Regions from separate parts of the Mus musculus genome. Here region 1 is linked to region 2. A link is a contact called in public HiChIP or PLAC-seq data. All regions are on one chromosome and are shown on one strand. The core of a region is the stretch at or near the end of the contact, and the rest is flanking DNA. Distances in the headings are between cores, read along the strand shown.

Region 1 (3,890 bases), core at 225-2,724, 140 kb before region 2:
GAACAGTAAGCAACTTTGGGAGAAACTTAGAATACAGCAGCATGTTGGGGTAAACACAATGTGATGCAATTTGTAGAGGACCCCTTTCCTACTGAGTATCTTAAATGCTACCGAATAGGGTAGGAGACCAAAGCATTCAAAAGACTTGTGCAGGGGACCAGCTGGGTCACACTTACATTTTAGTTAGATTTTGCAGATTATGTTTTGGAAGGAGGATTTAAAAGAAAAGGCAATGAGGAGAAAGAATGGTTTAGAGCCACTGCATCATTCCCAGCAAGAGATGAGTCTGAACCACCAACTAAAGAGCAGACATAGGCTAGACCTAGGCCCCCTACTGATATGTAGCAGATGTGCACCTTGGTCTTCATTTAAGTGCCCCAACAACAGGGACTGTCCCTGACTCTGTTGCCTGCCTGTAGAACCTGTTCGCCTGACTGGGCTGCCTTGTCTGCCTTAGTAGGAGAGGATAGATCTAGTCCTGCAGTGACTGGATGTGCTAGGGTGGAGAGATCCCCAGGGGGCCTCCACCTCTCAGAGGTGAAGGGGAAGAGTGGTAGGGAGGGGCTGTGAGGGGGAGACTGAGAGGAGGGTGAGGGTGTGATCAAGGTGAAAAGTGAATAAACTAATTAATGAAAAAGAAAACCAACAGAGACAGAGAGAGAGAGAGAGAGAGAGAGAGAGAGAGAGAGAGAGAATGAGAAGCACCAACAAGAAAATCAAGACAAATGAACTAAGGAATCTAAAGTGAACTTCTGGATTTATAGTTCGGTCAACTGAAAGTCTGATGAAATCAATAAAGAAAGAGAATAGGAAGAGTCAATAAAAAGGACAAGAAGAAAACTCAGCACAGCCACTGAGCTGTGACAATGAGCATTAGGGAGGTATGGGAGTTGAAAACCTAAAACTAAAGATGAGACTAGTCAGATGATAGATAGGTGAATGATATGGAAGATACCTCAGTAGATAGATAGACAGACAGACAGATAGATAGATAGATAGATAGATAGATAGATAGATAGATAGATGATAGACAGACAGACAGACAGACAGACAGACAGATAGATAGATAGATAGATAGATAGATAGATAGATAGATGGGAAAATAGATCGAGAAAGAGAAACAAGGAGAGGATTCATTTGCAAGAATCGTTGTATCAACTGAAAGGAACCTTGTCCTAATCCACTTGGACTTTTGTAATTAAAGTAGCATAACAGAGCGGCTCCTAAACACCAGCGATTCACGGCAGCTGGAAGATGCATTGTTAACAGACAGCTTAGGCTCTGGTGGAGGTCTGTCACAGACCTTCTGTCTGTCTTCCATTAGTGAAAGCAGTAAGGCTGAGTACATTCAGGAGAGTCCCACCTACGTTCACTCAGGATCAGATTTCAACATATACACTTTAAGAATGTGGAGCCATTCAGCCTATCCCTGTCAGAAACATCCAGGAAGAACGTTGGGAGGAGGGCATATCTGTAGGGAATGCTATCTTCACATTGGGGGTGGGAAAGGTTTCATGGTTAGGGTTGTGCAGGAAGAATGAGTCAGGGGGATGGAACTTTGTTGATATTGAGAAGAAAGGGTTTCAGAACAGTCAAAGTCATCCACAGCACAAAACACAGCAGGGACCCAGAAAACAAGAGACTGAAAACTGAATTTCACCAGAATTCAATTGAAAAAGCATTGACGACCTTCGAGGAAATTAAAGTCTCAGCGCGACGGAAGAGGAAGTCACGAGGAGAGCGGAGGCAGCAAGCGGAGCCACTCTTCCTTGCAGAACTGTTAATCTAGGACCACACTTCAAGGAAACCGTGTAGAAAGCAGATGCTCCCTCGTGGATCCTTGTAGGAGGGATTCACTCGAACACATTCATAATGAGAGGAGCTTTGATAAATAATACCAAAATACATTACAGATTAATAAAACTAACACTTTGTTGACATTCACTTGAAAACCTGCTTCCTTCCATACTAAATCTTTCTTCTGTGTGACTAGCAACCCTCAGTTTAGACCGATTGTGTTTTTCCTGACTTACAAGCCAAAATTTCTATTGGCACCAAGGAGCTAAGAACACAAGCAACGTAATGGCAAAGGGAAAAGAAGTGGGGTAGACAAGGCCTGAAGATTTCAGACTGTATAATGCTAATCACTTTCTGAAAGAGGTCCACGTTGGCCCATAAGACTCTGAGTGTCAAAGCCAAGTTGGCTGTGTGTTCTTGAAATACATCCAAACTGTAATCTCACATGCTAAGCAGCAGAACTTTAAAAAGTCAAATATTCTCCAGACCCAGCATGGTCTAGTTTAGGGGTATTGCTTCCCATCCTGTCTACAAATAATGGCACAAAAGCAGATTATTGCTGGTCTTGTTTCCCAGCAAAAGGTGACACCTTATGATTACTGCCCAGCCTCATATCTTTGGTTATTCTCATACCTTTGGGTGGCATCCCTCCTCGGTGAACACCCAAAGATGATGAAATCAAGTGTCTGACAACACTCCTGGGTGTATGGTGCTGCCTGTGGCTGGTCTGGCAGCTTTGCCCAGTTTCAGGTAGCAGATGCCTTCTGATGATTATCATGCTGGCAATGCCAGCACAGCCCAGCACAGCAAGTGAAGCATCTCTGCTGCTCATCCAGTGGCGATGGTTACTGCTAATGCCTATGTAAGTAAAGAAGCCACACTGAAGACATCTTGCTTTTGGGGTCCTGAGCTGCATATAAACACAAATATAAACAGTTTCATATATACGAAACATTTGCATATTAAATACATCTGTTATAATTCTCTAAGCTACCATAAATATTTTGGAGGAAATACAGGTTACCCAGAAAAAAAATTTAAAATATATTATAGAAATCTTGAGAAACTTGTTGATAATGCAGAATATAACTTGTAAATTGAAGAGCACATAGGGCTGGAAATGTTACTTTTTTTCCTGATAGTTCAAAATATAAATAACAGTGCTTTGTTTTTAAATGATAAGATTATGTAAACAAGACAGATTACTAGAGATTAATTTAGACAGGACAAAGAGCTGCCAAATGTGTATCTCTTAGCAAAAAGACACCAGCTAACCTTAAATATTCATCTGTCCTAATGTCTATCCGGCTCTGGTACATGATTTCATCTCACATCCAGTCTCCTGAAGACTTCCCTATAGGAGTGTGCCCAGCTACAGTTCATTATAGCTGACACAGTTTGAAACTGATGACTGTCAGGAGGCTGGGATGTAGCCATAAATCAGAAAGCTCTGTTTATTCTGGATCTTTGGGACTACCAAGGAAAGACTTTCAAGCTAGCCTGTTAAGAAGCATATAGGCTGTCTGTGAGCCCCTAGGGAATGTGATGTTGAAATGGATGCTGTATTCTCTAGGTCTCTGCCCTGGTTGGCTCTATAACTGATGATGGAAGCTAAGGTCTTGAATAGGTTCTGAAATAGCAGGCATTGGAAAACACTTCTGAAACTCATTCCTACAGAGCTATTTAACATGTTTTGTGTGTTTGGCACTAGAGGAAATAAATGCTAGAGTCACAGTGAGCCGCGTGGGTATACCTGTGCATTAACAATCTTAATTTAGGCCTCTTTTAATATGATGCTTTCCTTTCCTTAAAGAGTTTTTCCAATCCTTCAAAAGAGAATCTCTCAGGAATTTTTTTTTTCTCTACATTTTTCCCCTAATTTTTTGCAAGCACAATTTGAGCTGAGTTTTGCCATGTAAAGATGTCTTAAGTTAGCATTTAACTCAGTGAATCATTAATACCAATGTACAGTTATTCTAGACTATGTATGATTAGATGCTGGAACCAGAAAAATGTACCATAATTTCTAAAACCTTATTTCCATAAGGATAGTGTACTTTTGTGTAGTCTCCCCTCCCCCAGCCTGAAACCTG
Region 2 (3,957 bases), core at 430-2,929:
CATTTTCAGTCTGCTACAGGATTGGCCCTATTTGTGTAAACCCTAGTTTAACCTGATTATTAACAATTACGTTGTGTTTTCTACTTACAATTAGAGTGTATTCAAATTTATTGGTCCCTTGCTTCACAGATTTATCTCAGTATGTGGTGTATTCAAACAGAATTTTGTATTTTTAATTAGGGGATTAGATAAGTAATTCTGAAGAGCCAAGAAAAAAAAATACCCTGTTAGGCATCATTTTGCCTAACAATGTGACATACACCGTGTGTGAGAGAGAGAGAAAGAGAGAGAGAGTGTGTGTGTATGTGTGTGTGTTCAGGGTGTTGTGCTAGTGCCATCTATCCAGCAGGCTGTTTTTCAAGCCACGTTTTAAAAAGTGGACATGTGCAGGAACTGTGAGCACAATTAGCACCAGGCAGATAAACCCAGCTTTAATCCTGTTTACGGTCCGCATCAGGCAGATGTGCCAAGATTGATGCAGACAAGCCCTGGGCTTACAGTAATATTTTTAAAAGTGCAGCTCACTGTCCTATTTTTGTTAAACCTTTGCTCACTATCCTTAAGTGTCACTGGCTTTGCTCTCCTTATTTGCCACTGTAACCCATTTTGAACAGGTCCTGCTTTCCTGGTAACCTGCCAGGAAAGGTTATCTTTATTCCCTGTAATTAAATTGGCTCCCCTTCCCCCAAGAAGATACAATAGGAAGTGGGTGCTGAATTAAATAAATAGCAAGCTATCCAATAGACGCATACTTAAATCCCTTGCAAGAACAGATGGCCCCAGTATCTCTGTAAGTAATGCGAGAGGACAGTTAGTGTTCTGAAGCAACTAGCAACGACCAATATGATCCTAATGAGCCAATAGATTTCAAATAACGAGCCACATGCCACCAACCAGAGCTCTACACTGTGTGAGGGGTTAATGTAGGTAGCCTGCAACACAGTGCCTGTAGACCATTTCTGCATTTGTATCTCCTGATATCAAATATGAATTTATAAATGAAGTTGTACTTCAGAGTCTTCCTAATAGCTGTGCCACTTGTTCTTAAGGTAGGAAGTAGAGCCACATTTGAAACACATGCCCAGAAAAATCAGCGGGCATGGTGCTTCTCTTCAGAACTCTTTCTTTATTCTACAGTCTGATCATCATAGGTTCATGGAAATATGGCTTTCACGTGGCATTATGTGAATATTTGCTTTCCTTGTGACGGAAACCGATACGATCCCAGGAGTGGCCAGTGTGACTCAGCCCAGCCATTCAAGAGAATGGAATCCAAGCAGAGATTTAAGATCTCAGCCCTTTGTTCAGCACTTACTTTCAAAAGCCTCTTCCTGATTCATTTGTAGACAAAAAGGAATCTAAGTCACTCTTAAAATAATCCTTAGAGAGACACAGGCAGGTAATCCATCTTTACGGAACCAACACTGCTTTTTACAACACAGTTGATTTTCTTTTGTTTTCTTTACTCATGTTTATAATGAATATTTGTGTACCCTGAGAGTGTCCAAAGGGTGTCCCGAAGTAGTGGCTGAGGAGAAATAATGAGCTAAGATTTTCAGTTTATCCCATCAGATAATGCCCAGAACCTTTAGCCTTTCCTGAGGCTAGCCCTAGGGCTTTCCCCAGGCAACTGGGGAGACTTTCATTAACCTCTGATCCAGGAGGCTGGCTGTGTTGCCTCACCCAGAGCCAGCAGGTCTCCTGCTCATTGCTTACAAACTTCAAAACCTAAAGGGTGCAGCTAAGCCCAGCCCACACTGCTGATTAAACATTTAGGCCAAAGCTTCCTGATAAAAACATTTCCAAGTCAAGCGCTCCCAGAGTTCTAACATGCCTTTTTTGTTGGACCCATTTCTACACAGAACACTAAATTCCAATGGTGCTACAGTCTTCTGCTACATCAATGTGCTTCAGGAAACACACATTCTATTATCACACAAGTTGTTTCCAAGTTTGACCTCAGTGACACTTGGGTGAGCTTTCCTTTTCCTTCAGCTGGGTTTATTACTTATTGTTTTGGAGTTAATTCTGAAAAGCAAGTTAAAAACTCTGCACACAAAAAGCCTTTCCCTCCCTCCCTCCCTCCCTCCCTCCGTCCCCCCTCCCTCCCTCCCCCCCTCCCCCCCTCCCTCCCTCCTTTTTTCCTTCAGAGTGCTTGAGCCAGGGTGGATATTAGAGGACAATGGCCAGGAGTTGCTCAGAGCTCACCAAACCTCTTTCCCCACTGAGCCTTCGTGCCCCCAATTTTCCCCTTTCCTACACTTAAAATTACCCCGACTGCTGATCACTGTGGAAGGGAAAGCTGGAGACTGATGAGAAAACCAGCACTTCATGTTCTCGCTTTTATCTCTCTGTGTGGTGACTAGGCTTAAGCATTTTCTGTGGTTATTTTATTTCTTGGTTTTCTTCCTAAATAATATGTAAGTGGGTTCAACCCCCCCCACAATCAACTGTGTAACTTGCTTTTTAAAAAAGATTTGTTTATTTTATGTATATGAGTGCACTGTAGCTGTCTTCAGACACACCAGAAGAGTGCATCAGATCCCATTACAGATGGTTATGAGTCACCATGTGGTTGCTGGGAATTGAACTCAGGACCTCTGGACAAGCAGTCAGTGCTCCTAACCACTGAGCCATCTCTCCAGCTCTGTAACTTGCTTTGATTACATGCATTCATTCTTAGTGTCAATGTCTTTCTGGATGCGGACACACACTTATTCAATAAAAGCTGCAAAAGGCAAGGATGGTTTATTCTACCATCCTCTGAACGGACACTAGTGAAGCTCCAATCATTTTGCTATGATGAATACTGCTGCAATTCACATTTGGGAATCTTTTGATGCTCACAGCATAGTGCCCAGCAGCTACCACTGGCCTGCTTCTGCTGCTCTAAAACTGCTTCCTTTTCAGCTGTACCATGGCCTACCCTTAGTTTTGATCCCATGCCAACCTAGAAGGCAGAGTGGTGTTTGGTTGTTTAAATTTGCATTTCTTTGATTACTAATTAGGTTGAACTTCTTCACGTGTTTGTTGCTTGATTTGCATTCCTTCTTTTGTGGAATGCCTGCTTGAGTCTTCTAAGTTCTTTTCCATGAAAGTGTTGCAAATAACTCTTTGGCCTTTGCTCTCTTTGTGACTTTTCTTTATGAATTTTAGGACTTTTAAAGTGATCAAATGATTTTTTAGGTCAGGCAACTTGAGCTCTGAGTGTCTGACTGTTTATCATGCTTGATGCATTTTTAACTTAATTAAGGCTATATAAATTTCTAATCTAGAAATACTGCTGTAATTTATGAGATAAATTATTTCTTTTTATTTCTTCAAATAAGTTTGCAACCACTTTCTACTCCTTTCCACATAGTTTAGATTTCTTTAGATAAATATACTAGTGAATTTTCAAATACACACATACATTTCTGTGCTCCATTCATTTCTGTTTCTAGATATTGAAATTACTGCCACTTTGCAAATTATACCTGCTGGGGACAGCAATTGCCTCCAATGTTTTGTCTTTAGGATCTTTTCCTAGCTAATACAGCCTGTTACTCCAAGAGAACTTGCAAGTCATTTGAACAGATTCCCTGTTCATCCAAACATAAAAAAAAAAAATTCCCAATGAAGTTTTACCTAAAGTTTTATCAGAAATATTCTTGAACACTGAGATTTTAGACTTGCAAGACTTGTAATCTTGGGACTTAGTCTACCTCCTTTCACATGTTGGTTTTTCAGGAAATTTTAAATGACTTCCTTCCCTCATCAGTTCCTGCATCAATAGTTGCTGCCGTTTCCAAAGGTATCATATGCTAATTGATATGCAACTTTAATTTGCCCCATTATGTCTTCTCAGAGGTAGACATATTCACTTGCAATCTTCATTGAGTCTAATGCTTAGATGGACTCACTTGAATCTTAGAAATACGTCCTGCTACAGCCAGTAGTTAGAGTCTGAATCCTGCC

What was found. HiChIP or PLAC-seq counts read pairs in DNA pulled down with a chosen protein or histone mark.
Region 1: an H3K27ac HiChIP or PLAC-seq map of extraembryonic endoderm stem cells shows a contact between it and region 2. The contact joins two enhancer-like sites. A contact is called at or near these places in 1 of 115 datasets of contacts at active chromatin or transcription factors (extraembryonic endoderm stem cells) and 2 of 9 other capture datasets (adipose tissue and pancreatic islet).

Annotation. Positions count from the first base shown.
Region 1 is chr2:79,535,950-79,539,839 of GRCm38.p6, reverse strand. No RefSeq gene overlaps it. Among named protein-coding and RNA genes, the nearest start is that of Gm39867, 12 kb to the left of the region's middle. Within about 2 kb of position 1,474, at least 18 of the 459 cell types and tissues checked have an H3K27ac peak or open chromatin away from gene starts, as enhancers often do. A contact at or near this core is called in extraembryonic endoderm stem cells, where this site is marked.
Region 2 is chr2:79,396,288-79,400,244 of GRCm38.p6, reverse strand. The region is part of intron 1 of Cerkl (ceramide kinase-like); the gene reads left to right. Among named protein-coding and RNA genes, the nearest start is that of Cerkl, 31 kb to the left of the region's middle. Within about 2 kb of position 1,679, at least 42 of the 459 cell types and tissues checked have an H3K27ac peak or open chromatin away from gene starts, as enhancers often do. A contact at or near this core is called in extraembryonic endoderm stem cells, where this site is marked.